Linked DNA regions of Hordeum vulgare: region 2 is linked to region 1. A link is a contact called in public Hi-C data. All regions are on one chromosome and are shown on one strand. Each heading gives the region's core, a stretch centred on a gene start, on an enhancer-like site or on the middle of the called end of the contact. The rest is flanking DNA. Distances are from core to core; before and after follow the strand shown. Region 1 has its middle 260 kb from the start of LOC123402033. Region 2 holds the start of LOC123401014.

The links. A called contact is a pair of places that touch in the nucleus more often than the background predicts.
Region 2: a contact with region 1 is called in a Hi-C map of leaf, with 7 times the contacts expected there. The contact joins the promoter of LOC123401014 here to the enhancer-like site in region 1. A contact is called at or near these places in 3 of 6 Hi-C or Micro-C datasets (leaf and seedling).

Annotation. Positions count from the first base shown.
Region 1 is chr6H:346,412,966-346,417,136 of MorexV3_pseudomolecules_assembly, forward strand. No RefSeq gene overlaps it. Among protein-coding and RNA genes, the nearest start is that of LOC123402033, 260 kb to the left of the region's middle. Within about 2 kb of position 1,791, at least 2 of the 3 cell types and tissues checked have open chromatin away from gene starts, as enhancers often do. A contact at or near this core is called in leaf, where this site is marked.
Region 2 is chr6H:346,729,178-346,732,920 of MorexV3_pseudomolecules_assembly, forward strand. It overlaps LOC123401014, which reads left to right and starts at 1,473. Exons shown (of 14, transcript XM_045094732.1): 1 at 1,473-1,679; 2 at 2,561-2,708; 3 at 2,809-3,066; 4 at 3,491-3,665. The coding sequence starts at 1,591.

The DNA.
Region 1 (4,171 bases), core at 541-3,040:
CCTCCCGTGCAATGATATAGTGCAGAAGCATGTGACTTATGCTCTCCTAATCCTCATTGCATAGCGGGCATTGCTCTTGGTGGTCAAGCCGCGTCGCGCTAGACGGTCCGACGTCCATCATCTATTTTGGATGGCGATCCAAGTGAAGAAGCAGCATTGCGTTGGAGCTTTAAACTTCCATGTGAATTCCGCCGTTGGGATCACCTTACGTCCCTAGAACCTTGCTGCATAAGCGGATTTTGCCGAGAAGTCGCTATTTTATTCCCATGACCAATATGCTTGATCCTGGCGTGAGGGGTCCAAATCCACCCTCGTGGTGCACATCCACAACGTGAGGTATTTCATGAGAACCGCGTGAGTCATGTCCGGCCGAACGTCCCTTGCCCATGTATTATTCCGAAGAGCTTGGGCGAGTGTACAAGTCTTACTGATATTGTTTGTAATGTGCGCGTAAACTGTCGGCCCAGATCCCTTACCCTTTGACCATTTAGACATTGATCTTCCCAAAAGATGGTGCTTTGTCCATTGCCAAGTGACCATTTTGTTGCCGATTCGTATAGCTAATGTCCTGCAGCGGGAACCTTTATTTGGAATTCGGCCCAAGGCCTTGATTTGTACGAGCTCTGTGACCATGGTCGACGGGCTTGCATCACGATGTTCACCTACTTTAGATTTAGAATGTCTAGCCCACCAGCCCATTTGGGTGAGCATACCTGGTCCCAGATGACCGCACAGTGGGGACCTCCTATGCGCCACTCGCTCCGACCAACTACCGAGCGAATGCATAGGGGTTGCCCGAGTGGGCCGGCCCATTTATGTCTTTTTTTCTTTTTCTGCTCCTTTTCTGTTTATTTCCTTTTTTATTCATTTTTTCTTTCTTTATTCAGTTTCTTTTAGAATTTGAAGCAAAAACAAAATCTAGAACATGTTCTGAATTATCATAAAATGTTCTAGTTTTAAAAATTGTTCACAAGTTAAAAAAATCTTTTTTCGAATTTGTTCAAGAATTTCAAAAATTCCACAACATTTTTACTAATTCTGAAACATTAAATTCGAGAACATTGTTTTTGAAAATTTGAAACATTTTTTAAAAATTCAAGAACATTTTTCAAATTCCGGAACATTTTCCAAATTACGGAACATTTTTACAAATTACATAACATTTTTTCAAATTCCGGAACATTTTTTTAAATTACGAAACATTTTTCAAACAAAAACAGAAAAAAAAGAAACAAAAAAGAATAAAGAAAAAAGAAAAAAAATTGAATATCCAAAACATTTTTTGATAATTCACAACATTTTTTGAAACAGAAATAGAAAAGAAAAAAAGAAAAGAAAACGAAAAAGAAACCTAAAAAACAGGTTCACTGAACCTTCTAGAAGTTTCGCAAAACCGGAAAAAATCGGCTGGAACCTTTAGAAGGTTCCCAAAGCCGGAATCACTCAGACATGTTAACGGGCCAGCCCATATAAAATCGCTCGCATGCTACTGCCCGACAGTTTGATGCAAAGAGCGTTAAATAGGATATTCCCACAGAGTGGCCTCCCCAAGCTTGTGGTCTGGCACACCCCAAGAAACCACGACAAATCTTGTTGAATGTCACGATGGTTTTATGCGGCAACCTGAGGGCGAGCATTGCATGCAAGGGGATCACGCAGCGGACTGAATGTAGTATCAAAAGTAGCCGTCCACTCTCTGGCATCTTTATTGATTTCCATCTCGGTAGGGTTCCTGCTAGTTGGTCCACAAGGCCAGTAAGTGTGGTCCGCCGATTGCTTTCGCAGGGTCAATGGTAGGCCGAGGTACATGCAGGGAATGATCCACTAGGATAGCCAAGGATCCGTTCCACCATAGTCATCGTCTGTGATGAGCATTTGATAGGGAAAGCGACACTTTTGGTGAGGTTGACCCGCAAACCTGAGCCCTTGTAGAAAATTTGGAGAACTGCCACACAAGTATGGAGGTCCAACTCGCATGGTTTTAAGAAGATCATCACATCGTCCGCGAACATCGACAACCGGTGCTTTAATCCGGTTCTTGCCAGGAGGGCTAGGAATCCCCTAGATGTGGCCAGATCAGACATGCGCTGCAGTGGTTCCATGATCATAACTACCAAAAAGGCTCATGCGTTGTAACGGGAGAAAATATTATCACACGTTTTGAATTTTAAAATAATGGTATATAATCTGAGAATTTATAGCTATGACCCAAACAAAGATGATCTTAGCATACAAAAACGCAGTTCAAGATTCCAAACTACACTTTTAATTAGCAAGAGATTTTAATCACTTTCATTACTACAACTCAAGTAGTGATTTTTTGTTTTTAGATAATTTAAAATGTGATATATATTGAGAATATAGTAACTTACGCCAAGAAAATAATTCTAGGAAACCATACACTTGCACACTCCTTCGAACAACATTTTTTTCCTATTCCTGCTATACATCGCCTCGTACGTGTACACATTGTGTTTTTATATGAAGGCAATCACGCGTTGCTTTCATTGATAAAGGAGTGTGGTCAGTACATGGAAATCCAATACAGGGAAAGGTAAAATTAGAAAGAAAATAGAGAACTATGGTTCTGGAAGTTATTTACATAGTATAGTTTTGCTTGTTCGGAGGTTGCTGCTATTGGAAGAAATTCCCACATAGCTTGTTCTCTGCGAAACTTTGCAAGGAAATTACATGTTGTAACTGATGCCAGTTCTAATCATACAACAAATTTGGTCATGGATTCCTTTAGAGAGCCGCATGTGTTAAGTACTCCGGAAACATGCTTTTGCATATACAATGACAAGTATACTTTATTATATCCATTGAAGTAGTGACAAACTGGTTACTGTAGCCTGCTGAAAAACAGGGCCATGAATTCTTGGCTCAAGTATAGGATCAGGAAAATGTGACTGACATCTACTGACGGGGCAGTGGGTAAGATGAATATGTGTTGCTTCTGTTGGAACCAAATCCTAGGCCATGACATGCATCATCAGTTAATTTACACTGTGAAAACCAAATCCTTGGCCAAGACATGACATGACAATTGTTGGCATTAAAACCTTCATATCTTTTTCACCATGACTGAACTAATGGGGGTGATGAATTAATAAACCTTGAATAAAGCATGCAGTCAATCCACCATGCAACTTCAAATCTGTAGAATTTTCAGTCCATGATTTCACTTCAAGTGGAAAAACATGTTTTGCATCTCATGTTTTCTGACCAAGTAGACATGATAAATACAAAAGAAATTATCAAATCCCCAAATTCCAATTGGCAGGAAGGACTTGCACTGCCTCCCTAGAGAATGCGAGACTGCATTTTTAGAAAAGGGCACAATCGACCACTTGATATACCATCCGTAGAAAATCTTAACACCAAAAATTACATATTTGGATCATCTAAATGAGCGCTATGTCTATGCAAAATCTAGCTAGCAACAGTGATAGCAAAATTTAGCTACCACAAAGTTTATCTAGCACCAGCAATGGTAAAATTCAGCTAGCGGTGCAGCACCACATCATCGCTAAGGCTATGCTTATTGTTTAGTAGTGCTCAGACGTGAGGAGGGTTGTGCCACACAAATCACCCTGCAGGTGGAGAGGGACGCATCCGGCGATGTACGTGTGTGTACATGTGCCCTCTTTGTGAATGACCTCGGAAGCACAACATCACTGTTATTTCGTCGAACACATTGTGAGCACTGGGACTTCCACCGATCCAAGGTAAGGTAGAAGCTAGCTATATTACCTGCAGGGAAAGCTAATGCATGTGTGACTTGTAAGGCATAGAGCATACTTGCCACTTGCCCGTTGGTCACTTGCTTGTGTGTCTCCATCGTGTTCGTCTTTCGCTGCTGCTTGGCTGGAATCATCACCGCCGGAGTCCTCCTAGCGACACGGTGGCACGGGGGAGAAATCGGGATCCAGAGAAGGCAACATTTGCCCTACTATTTTCCTCCCTCCACCAGTCACCACTACCATATGACCACCACCAACGCCGGTCCTTCCCTACGCCATCCTCCTCTTCATCTAGCATGGGTTGGATCCACCCAAAGATGGCGATCTGAATGAGAAACAAAGCAAGAAAGAGAGGGCCTAGATCAAGAGCGGGCATGCATCCACCCCAAGACAGCCACCTGAAGAGAGGAGTAGATGAACAAAGGAAG
Region 2 (3,743 bases), core at 223-2,722, 320 kb after region 1:
TTCGGTATTTCTCATATTGTCCAGAAAAAATTGTTAAAAAGTTTCGGGCGATTCCAAGAATTTTTATTTTCTACATAAAAAACAATAACACGGTAATTCTGCTGAAAACAACGTTAATACGGGTTAGTTCTAATTAAATCATAAAATGCGTCAAAATCATATAAAAGTATTGTAAACGTAGGTAAATATGACATGAGTAGTTTATAAATTATCGATACGTTGGATACGTTATCGACACGATTGCGAACATCTTGGAAGACGTCGCACTACATCTTTTGTAGACCCTGGAGCTAGTCCATCTCTTCACCCCGTCGCGCGAAATCACTCGCTAGTTGGGTGTTCTACGTTTCAAGATGTGACAGTTCTACCTTACAATTGGAGAGTTTTTGCACGGCTTTGTCCGGAGTCTTCTCACTGTCTTCCATCACAGACTCTGCCTCCCCAATAAAGCTCTTCAGGGAACCCAGCTACCTTTCAAGGCCCAAACATTTGGCCTTAAGGGCTATGCTCTTCTTCGAAAAGCGTGTCTCTCAAAGAGTAAGCTCCCGCTAATATTCAGAACGAGCTTCCTCTTTTTGTTTGAGAAGGGCGTCCGCAAGTGCCTTCTTGATCTAAACGTCCTGCTTGTCAAACAGAAAGAGGAAGCTCAGGGGCCTTCGCGTCATCTCCGTGCTGACATGAGCTCGACACAATATTTTTCACCCTGCACCTCACGAGCCTAACTTAGAGGGAAACGACTGATTTAGAGCGTTTCTAATGATAATGAGTCTGACTGGTAGATGCTTTAAAATCCATGCGAGAGAAAAATTAGGCTAGCATCAAAAAGGACAAATTTTGTGTTTTAACCTTTTGTACTAACAAATTCAGAATTAACCTTGTTTTTTTAAAAAAAAAAGTGATTTTTTTGTCACGTCAATATGGGAGGCGCCATGATCCCTGATATCTGGTCCGTGTTCGGCACAACCGACTAACCCATTGATATGTTGACGTGACAAAGGACCGAACGCCAAAGACCCTGACGTTTGCACGTGATAAATGACCATACGTAAAGGATCCTGACGTTTGCACGTGATAAATGACCAAACGTCAAGTACCTTGACGTCTCGATGACGTGACCCATATTACCAGAAAGCTCTTGTGTGATCCGCTCGGGAAGGACCATACACTAGAGTGCCTGACGACTGGCCGTTTGTCATGTCAGCTGGGCAATGAGCCAGCCGGTCGTACGAACCACGGGTTAGACGTCACGAACCGTGTCGTCTTCCAAGCAACCCAATCGTCAAGGGTGTTAGAGTGATCATAACAGGCCATTTAAAAAAATTAAACAAGATCACTTTCGAATTTTATTAGCACAAAAGGTTATAACATAAATTTTGCGCCACCAAACACGCCACAACTCTCACGCTTGGAACGCACACGTACCGCACCGCATCGCGCAGCACGACACGACATTCCCTCTGTGCCCCACCACAGGACACGGACTCCCAACTCCCAACCTCCAGTGCATCAATCATCGCTCGCCCATCTCACCACCATGCCGCCTGTGCCTCTCCACTCCACTCTGCTCAGCTCACCTCCATAAGGTTTGGCATGGAACTGGGACTGGGAGCTCCAACTTCTCCGCCGCCATGGCGTCGCCATCTCTTCTTCCGCGCGCTCGTCATCTTCCTCTGCCTCTGGTCAGTGCGGCTCCCATCTCGTCCCGTGACCTGGATGCTCCAGAACGATGCGCTTTTCGTGGCGTTTCCTGTGCGTGTTTCATGATTATTTCGCCGCATCTGAGTGTCACTCGCGCACAACCAGCGTCTTTTTAGGCGGAAATGCTTTCTCTTCTGCTTGGGTCCCAGATATTTCCAGAGCTCGGGACGCCCCCTTCGGTTATTATTAGTTGATTCGAGATTTCCTATTGCGCATCTGATTGTCGACAAGATTGTGTTGTTCTTAGATTATTATATGCTCCAAATATATCTTCTTCCTTTTTAATGAAAAACAGTAGGGAAATACATCTCTCAATTTTGTGCCATGATATGAAAATAATTTAGCACAACATGTGGGACACAAATTCTGCCTCAAAAACAATAGGAAACAAAAAAGAAGCAGATCCTAAATGATTCTAAGATATAATCTCACTTTGTTTGTGAAGCTCCTGCAGTTTTCTTTAGGAGATTACGAAGAAAAGGATGGCCGCATCACTAATATGTGAATGTTTCTTCTTCTCTGACACAGTCGGTTTGCTCCCGTTGATCAAGATTTCACCTCTGTTTAATTTACGTCACATTGTTCCTAGCCTTGCATTTATTAGTGACTTCCTAGAAGATTATTCAAATACATTAACGGGATATACTTCGTCGGTGGGATACGCCACCTCCTGGGTTCCATTGTTCCTAGGTTTGCTTCCTAGTAGCATAATTGTATTAATGTAAAAGAAGTACTCCTACGAGCTAAGCGAGCATTGAGAAGAAAATGTTCCCTTTGGACAATAATTTTAATCATTTGACAGCCAAACAGATATTAAGCTAAAGAGAAATGACTCCAGTTAGTTCATACTGAACATTTTCAGGGTTACTTCTGAGGCAAATGAACAACATGCTGAGTTACCACCAAGAGGATGGAATTCCTATGATTCTTTCTCTTGGACAGTTGACGAAATTGCATACTTGCAAAATGCAAAGATTTTGGCAGAAAAGTTACTACCACATGGATATCAGGTGATCTACCAGAATTCTTTTATTTGGCGATACTTAATGGCATAAGAGAATATGAACAACGATGAATCTGATTAAATTTCTGTCCCTTGCCTACTGGTAGTATGCAGTTATTGATTACCTGTGGTACCGGAGGTATGTTGATGGGGCATATACAGATTCATATGGATTTGACAACATTGATGAGTGGGGTCGACCGTTTCCCGACCTCCAAAGATTTCCATCATCCAAAGGTGATAAAGGGTTCAGTCAAATTGCCAGCAAGGTTCATGAGATGGGTTTGAAATTCGGCATCCATTTAATGAAAGGAATAAGTACACAGGCTGTTAATGCGAACACACCCATCTTGGACATTGAGACGGTATGCTTCCTCTTCTGGAATGCTATTAGATTATTAATACTGTTGTTTCAAAATTATCTGTTAAAACAGAAGACAAATGGAATTCTTGGCCATGCGTTGCAATCTATAAATTTATTTGTGAAATATAATGAAATGAAGGGATATGATAATGGGAGCAGTGGAGATACCTTCATGGATTTCAATGGTCTATCATTACTGTATCTATCATACTGTTATAAATATATTATTAAAAGGAGGCAATAATGTTCTTTGCCAAATGAGACTACCCACAGTGGGAGTAACATAGATGCCACCTAAGCGAAAAATATGATGTGCACTCAAAGAATGTCATAGAACTTCATTTTATTATTGTTAAGTGTGGTGTCGAATGTCATAGAACTTCATTTTATTATTGTTAAGTGTGGTGCCTTCTTATCCTTTTCAGGGAAAACCCTATGTAGAGAATGGTCGGCAATGGGCAGCTCGTGATATTGGCCTGACCCATAAAACATGTGCATGGATGCCACATGGATTTATGAGTGTAAATACTGATATTGGAGCTGGACGGGCCTTCTTAAGATCTCTTTACCGACAGTATGCGGATTGGGGTGTTGATTTTGGTATGCTACTTCTAAATTTGTACTTCACGTTAGTTACATGATATGATATGGTAGAGAGCTCCCACCTTGGGGGTAGTT